Regions from separate parts of the Mus musculus genome. Here region 1 is linked to region 2. Evidence: chromatin contacts called from public HiChIP or PLAC-seq data. All regions are on one chromosome and are shown on one strand. The core of a region is the stretch at or near the end of the contact, and the rest is flanking DNA. Distances in the headings are between cores, read along the strand shown.

The links. HiChIP or PLAC-seq counts read pairs in DNA pulled down with a chosen protein or histone mark.
Region 1: an HNF4G HiChIP or PLAC-seq map of pancreatic cancer cells shows a contact between it and region 2. The contact joins two enhancer-like sites. A contact is called at or near these places in 2 of 115 datasets of contacts at active chromatin or transcription factors (embryonic fibroblasts and pancreatic cancer cells).

The regions. Positions count from the first base shown.
Region 1 is chr1:72,069,208-72,072,919 of GRCm38.p6, forward strand. No RefSeq gene overlaps it. Among named protein-coding and RNA genes, the nearest start is that of Gm4319, 53 kb to the right of the region's middle. Within about 2 kb of position 1,439, at least 49 of the 459 cell types and tissues checked have an H3K27ac peak or open chromatin away from gene starts, as enhancers often do. A contact at or near this core is called in embryonic fibroblasts and pancreatic cancer cells, where this site is marked.
Region 2 is chr1:71,864,416-71,868,315 of GRCm38.p6, forward strand. No RefSeq gene overlaps it. Among named protein-coding and RNA genes, the nearest start is that of Gm8883, 22 kb to the right of the region's middle. Within about 2 kb of position 1,381, at least 36 of the 459 cell types and tissues checked have an H3K27ac peak or open chromatin away from gene starts, as enhancers often do. A contact at or near this core is called in embryonic fibroblasts and pancreatic cancer cells, where this site is marked.

The DNA of each region.
Region 1 (3,712 bases), core at 189-2,688, 200 kb after region 2:
GAGCCACTCGCTCTCACACACTGCTAATGAGAGTGGCACATGACACAATCTCTAAGGAAAACTGCTTCTCAGCTCTCAGCTCTTTCAGGCTGTCTACCCATCCACCCTGTGATGCAGCAATCCCTCGTCTAGGTTCTTAGCCAAGAGAAACAAAAACATGCATTCTCATAAAGACTCATACAGGAATGTTTATAGCAGCCCTATTCGTAATTATCATAAATTGGATGCAAGCCAAATGTCCATCAATAGGAGAATGGGTAAACAAGTTGTGGTATATTCATACCATAACAAAAATAATTCTCTGTAATAAGAAGAATAAACTACTAATGCAAAAAACAACCTTGATAAATAGTAAAAATATTATTCTGGGGCAAGTTTTGGCAGTCTGCAGTTCACAGGCCCAATCTAGTTCACCATCTACTTTAAAGAAAGCACTATTGGAATCTGACCACGCCCACTCATTTCCATATTTTCTGCGCTTGCTATATAGCAGCAGCCCTAAGAGTTGAGAGACCAGAACTACAAAGCCAAGGACAAAAACATCACTATCGAGTTCTTTACATAAGACATCTGCCAACCTCTGTAGAAAAAAAAAAAAAAACCCACAGAAAAGTACATACTCTGTAATTTCCATTGTGTGAAATACAAGAACAGACCCAGACTAGCTCACATCAATTAGGCAGTGTATCAGTCTGAGTCCTCCAGGCAAACAGAGTCAATAGGATATGCTTTTATTCTGAGAATTGGATTATATCATATTGAAGCCCAGACACTGCAGAACATGTCATGTACAAATGAGAGAAGTAGAATTGCTGGCATAAGTCACAGAATGGGAAAACAAAACAAACAAACATCAAAAAGCCTAAATGTTGATGTCCTACTCCCCAGCAAAAGGAGAGGGAGGTGGGAACTATTTCATCCTCTGACATTTTCTTCTCTTTGGTCCTTCCATGAATCTCTTAATACAGATCTATCTTCATTCAGCATAGCAATTCAAGAACTGGTCCCTTCTGAAAACACCCTCATAGACATACCCATAAACAAGGTTTTACCTAGTATCTGGGTATCCCTTATCACAGTCAAGTTAATTTATAAAAGTAGCCATCACACAGTAAGAGAGAATTCACAGAAAATACACACACACACACTAAATAAATATAAAAAAAATCTTCTGGTTCATAAATTTCACAAATTGATTTAAATCATGCTGTACCTTTGTTTTAATGGGTTATAATACAACACTTTGAGGCTGTTTTTATAGAAATCAGAATCAATTCAGTATAATTGGACATAATTTTGACTCGCAGAAGATTTCTAACTATGGTCACGATGCCCACATCTTATTCCTCTACCATGGAGAGACCTAGGGCTTCCTCATTCACTCCAGTTACTCATTCAGCAAGCATGGCCACGGGCTCAGCAAGCCACACAATGAGTTAGGCATTTCCTCATCATCAGAGGAGTCATAGTCAGTTGAAATAGCTCTCTGATAACATCACACAGCATGACGACCACTGCAAAGCACCTGGACTTTGTTATTCCTGCTAAGCCCTCCACAGAACACAAGCTACCCTGTCCTGTTATCTTTCAATTCCTTACCAGGCTGGTAGCCAGGTCTTTGCTTACGTATCTGAGCTTTCTGTATATTTCAGTGGAAACTTTGTATGGCTGAATTTAAACACACACACACTCATACAAGGGGAGGCTGAAGTTGAGAAAGAGAGACAGGGGAGAAAGGGGGAGAGAGGTTATTTGGGCATACTAAAATTCAGACCATAGTTTATAAATTGTCGGATCTGTGGAGACTAGAAAAAAAAGCAAAGCAAGTTCAATATATGACAGCAGGTGACTGATCTTAGCCTCAGTAATGAAGATAAAACAGGATGCTGGGAGTGTGAAGATGAGGAAAAGAAATGTTAGCCATACGCTCGGCCCAAGCCAGCTATAGCCTGGAAGAATAAAAGTCCCACCTTGTTGTATCTGCTGAGATCTCAATAACCCTAGGCATAGTCAAATGAAATCGTCATTTGAAAAAAAATCTTCATTAGAAACTGTAGCAACGTATTCCAATTTTAAATTCTATATAAGACATAACCATGAATACCAAAGAAAAACAAAAGGCCACGTCAATGAATACGATCACTGGGTCAGTTTTCCACCCTTGGTCTAAATACACTGAGAGAATTAAGAGACCATCTAAGAAAGGGGGAGATAGATGGGGTATCCAACTGCTCTGAGCATGGAATAGTCTCTGCAACAGAGAAGTCAGATGGAAAGGTGAAATGGAATGAAGATATGAGACCAGTGCATGATCACAATAGCAGTCCACCTGCAATGACAGGTTGGTTCTTGGGGAAGGGTGGATCTATTAGCAAATAAGAAAAGCACTACTAGGTGCTATATGTAGAGAGCCTCAGCAAGGGCTTTGGTAGCTAAACACGTCATAAAGAAACGGAGTTGCTGGCAGGGCCACCTGCCTTTAAATAGACCTGTAGGTTTAGCCAAGAATCCACCACAGAGCAGACCACCATGGTAGAGTGACCAGGAACTTTCCCACTTTCCACACACATCTTAGAACCCATTCAACATCCCTATTATGACTGGGCAAGAACCCACAAGAGAATCAAACTGGATTCAACTATATGTAGAAAATTAAGGAAGTCAGTTTCTTGACACACAGCCCCCAATCATCTTTAAATAATTTATACAATTAGGTGTCAACATTTGACTAAAATATAGTGAGATAAAAGCATTGGTTCCCAACCTGTGGGCCATGACCCCTTTGACAAACCTCTCTTTCCAAAAACATTTACTTTGCAATTCACAACAGTAGCAAAATTACAGTTATGAAGTAACAATAAAAATAATTTCATGGTCAGGGGTTACCACAACACAAGAAGCTGTATTAAAGGGTCGCAGCATTAAGAAGGGTGAGAACCACTGGGCTAAAGAAATAATTATTTATCCTGAAAGGATAAAAGAAGATACAGTATTTCAAATTGGGTATCAGTTCCCTTTTATGGGATGCTCCAAATGGCCAGGGCCTCTCAGAGGATTAGAAAATAGTGGGGGGGGGGCAGAGTGAGCAGAGGTCCTGAGTTCAGTTCCCAGGAACAGATGGCTCACAACCATCTGTACAGCTACAGAGTACTCATACACATAAAATAAATAAATCTTAAAAGAAGAAGAAGAAGAAGAAGAAGAAGAAGAAGAAGAAGAAGAAGAAGAAGAAGAAGAAAAGAAAATGGTGCAGAATTGATACAATTTCACCTGAAAATTCTCTTGTAAATTTTATTGGACACTGTGTTAGTTTCCTGTTGCTACTCTAATAAATTGCAACAAGCTTAGTGGTTGAAGGCAACATAGATTTATAATTTATTGTCTTATGGTTCTGGTGGTCTGAAATGAGTCTCATGGGGTTAGAATCTAGAGGTCTTGGGGCTGGGTTGCTCTCTGGAAACTCTATGGAATATGTCCCTAGCATTTTCTAGAGACTCTTTGCTTATATATTTGCTTCTCAGTCTCCTTCAACCTCCTCTCTAAGCCACCAATAGCACCTCTCTGACATCTCCAGTGACTTACAAGGACAAGGACTTTCACTTACAAGAACACTTGTAGTTGCTGCAGACCCACAATATTTCTGCTTTTAGGTCAGCCTGTTAGCAGCCTTAATTCCACTAGCCGCTTCATTTCCTCTTTCTATGTAACAGAA
Region 2 (3,900 bases), core at 131-2,630:
AAGAATGAGGAAAACAATGATAGAAAATGCTAGAAAAGGCTCATTGACCTACTTAATCTTCATCACTGACCTATTTAATCTTCATCATTGTAATAATCAGTTCGTGTTTTGTTATCTGAAGCAGGCAGAAACATTGCAATCATCTCAGTGAACGTGAATGTATCTGACTTGTGTAAAGAGGGCATCTCTTCATGTGTTTATATATAAAAATCAGAATTTAAATTATAATATACTGGGTACCCGAATGACACCTATGAATAAGAAAATAAAGAGTGCCTATTGGTCGTACGATTTAAACATCAGTGTTACACATTGAGGGAAAAAGTAATTGCATGCAGCCAAGACAATTTTCACGGCTGAAAAACACATTACATTTCTTTATCTTTGAGCTGATTTACTTTATGTGTTTCTCTAAAACAGAGTCACAACAGGCCAAAGGGAACAAAAAACGAGTGTGTTCTCCCACCCCCACCCTCCCGCCCTTGGGGAATAAGCTCAGATCTGAACACGCTGATGAAAGCTATCTGGCTTTTGTCGCTGCTGGGAATCAGCATGAACGTGTTGATGGATTCTGCAGAGCCTGGTCACAGGCTGAAATCAGATGGAAAGTGGGCAACGCCTAACACAGAACTCTAGGCGAGGAACAGCAATGCTAGCAGCGCAAGTCATTACCTTGCTTACATTAATGTGTTCATTTTAATAAAATCTTGGGGAAGAAATAAAATCTGAAAATCAATGGAGTTTTCAAGGCTTGTGTTACATCTCTTCCTAGAGTGAAGTACCAAGAGTTGTCTTGCTCTTCTTTCATCAGCTCTCTATTCTCTCCAGTCAATTCATTTGTCAAGCATCTATGCAGAGAGGAATCCCCAGCCCACCTTCTCTGTGAGCTCAGCCCCTGTTCCTATCACTCCTGGTCCCCACTCTGCTTCCATTCAGACCAGTGTTACAATGCCCTAAGAATAGATCTCCAAATCTCCCTAGCTTCAAATAATTAGCACTATGAAAATTCTACCGAGAGAGTCTTCCAGACAGACTTCTTTCTTCTGCCCTTTTCAAAACAATTGCCACTGGAAAGAAAAGTTAAGTCAGGAAACAATGTTTCTCTCCAGAGGCCACAGATCACTATTCGCTCCCATTTCATTGGCTAAAGCCCCATTAACCCACAAGCAACCTGGCTCATCCCATTCTCATCTGTATCCAGGTGGATACATGTCGTTCTTTGTGATGCCTTTCACCTGAAGGAACAGAGGTTTTGTTCTCCTCCCTTCTCATCAAAATATAAACGTTGTCAGGTTAGGAACCTTGTCTATTTTGCTCATTGCAGAATCCACACATCTGAGAACCCAGATTCCTGGTGAATTCTTGGTGGGTGAGCAAATAACCATGCAGGAAATGGATCATAAAACAAATGTCAAGTGCGAGGGCTGAAGGGAGTCAGCTATTAACACAGAGAGGGAGGCAAGTGAGACCAGACCTGTGGCTGAGCAGAGAGTTTTCATAGCCTCTCAGTGGCTTTTGTGACCTAAGGTAATCAGACAACCCCACCCCCTACTACCACCCGTATAAGACGTTAAACATCTGGAGTTTTAAATGTAATTTTCTCATGTGATTCAAGTGTTTTCAGAACCACATTTTCAGGTCATGGCCACTAAACATGATTTTAATCTTAGCCTTTACCACGGGGTGAGAAGCTGAAGATGTGCACTGCGGACCCTCCAAAGGTCACATTGAGTGGAGAGAAGAATACAGAAGACAAAGAGATCCCCAAGCCCAATGCCTCAGCACCTAAGCAGTAATTTAAAGGAGTCTGCTCCTCCTCCTCACCTCCCACCCCATCCCTCTTCATCCAGGAATTAGAAAAGGAGTATTATTGTTGTTGTTGTTGTTATTGTTATTATTATTATTTACTTAGAGAAATACCTCCCCTTTTCCTTGTGAATACTAGTGAAAAGTAAGAAGGGAGTCAACCCTGCCTTATGACTGTGTGTCTTATGCAATAGTATATAACTAAATAAGAAACCATGGTAAAGGTCTCCAAAGTGAAAATATCTAGAATAAAAAATTGTTATGACCAAATAACATTGGCAACTGGTAATTATTTCCTATAACAGACTAGACCAAACCAGGAACTCTCCTCTATAGCTAATAATTTGATCTGGTTACATAATGAGTGTTTCTTTTCTTTGGCCTGAAGTTGAACTTGTATATGGAGGGGCTGCCAAGCCTATTTTCCCTGGAATGAAATGCTGTTTTTCAGTTGTATCACCCATGGGGGCTCTAATTCAGATGGAAATGTTAAAAAAAAATCAAATGTCTGTACTTCCTTGAACCTAGCTGGAGGTAGTTCAGGGGTTCATCCCATTTTTCTTCTCTAGGGAGAATTATTACAAAGTGAGATCAATCAAACTCGAAGTGTAACTGTTGACTACGGCAGCCCCAAGCCTACACATCAGTGTTCTATGGAACCAATGACAAAATGCCCCAGATACTCAAGTCAGAGGCACGCTGAATTCCAGGAAAACTGCTTCTCTAAGGAGGTGTTTGAATCAAAACAAATCTTATGGGATTGGGGAGATGGCCCAGTAGGAAGGATGCTTGCTGTAGAAGCACGCAGGCCAGGTTCAGACTCCTGGCACCCACATGCTATGCCCATGTATATGCAGCCTGTACAACGGTGCGAGCCTATGATCCCAGTTCTAGTAACGCAGACAAGAGGATCCATCACAAAAATAACATGTGTTCCTTAGGCCATCTCCTGAGGAACCACACACATGAATCCCCCATACAGGTGGACACACGAAAATCTACAGACCACCTTCCACTCCCATAGCCTACAGAGAGTACTACCACTTTCCATAAGACTCCTGAAGAACTCCACAAACTATTCTCTCTGTAGGGCCACTGCTCTTTTAGAAAACTATGAACATGTCTGACATATATTGGTACAAATTCTAGGATAACTGGGGAAACAGCAACAATACCTCTTAACAGAGGTCCCTCTGTCCAGACCGCTCCATGCTTCAAATTTTCATAGCACACGTGGACCTGACTGTCTTACAAGATTTGCTCCGTGTAACTGGAAACTGTGACCTTTTGGTATAAAGTAAGTAGGGTCTCCAGTCCTTGGGTTTTAAAACAAAATTACTAAGATGAGAACTGGAACTCTTGTCCTCACAGAAGTAAATTGAAGTATTAAAATCTTGGAGATAAGTTTGTGAACAGAATAAAACTGCTTTCACAGAATTCTACAATTCATTTACTTTAGAAAGCCAAATATTGATTTGACTCTGAAAATAATGTACACCATTTTTTTCCCACTAAATAAGTCTTCTTCAAAGTGGTCACTCTGTGAGAAATCAATATCATGTTCTGAGATTGTGCTTTGATATTTCCTTTTATGTACAAGTATAAATTGAAACAAATAGCCCATTGGTTGGGTGTCTATAGATGTGCTATTTCTTTCATTGAATTAGATTTAAAGGTCTTGATGACCAGGAGAGACCAGGCTCAAAACCTCCAAAGACGGGCAGCATGGTAAAGGCAGGATGAGGGATGATGAGAGAAAGCTATGAATCCAGGAAAGTGTCCTCAGTGATGTGCTCACACACACACACACACACACACACTCTAAAGGAAGGAAATATAGAGAAAGAAGGGCATAGAATTTGACTTTAAGTTTTAAATTGTGGAGAAATGATTTTAACATTGAAAACAAATATTCTTAGACTCTTCAAATAATATACTATGGGTAACTTTAAAAAAAAAACAAGAAATGATAAAATTCAACAAACAAATAAAACATTGAGAAATGATAAGAAGAATCACTAGAAACCTTGATGATCATATATATAATTTAAACCAATTCAACAGCCTGGAAAGATGAGGTCTCTTCCCCGGTGG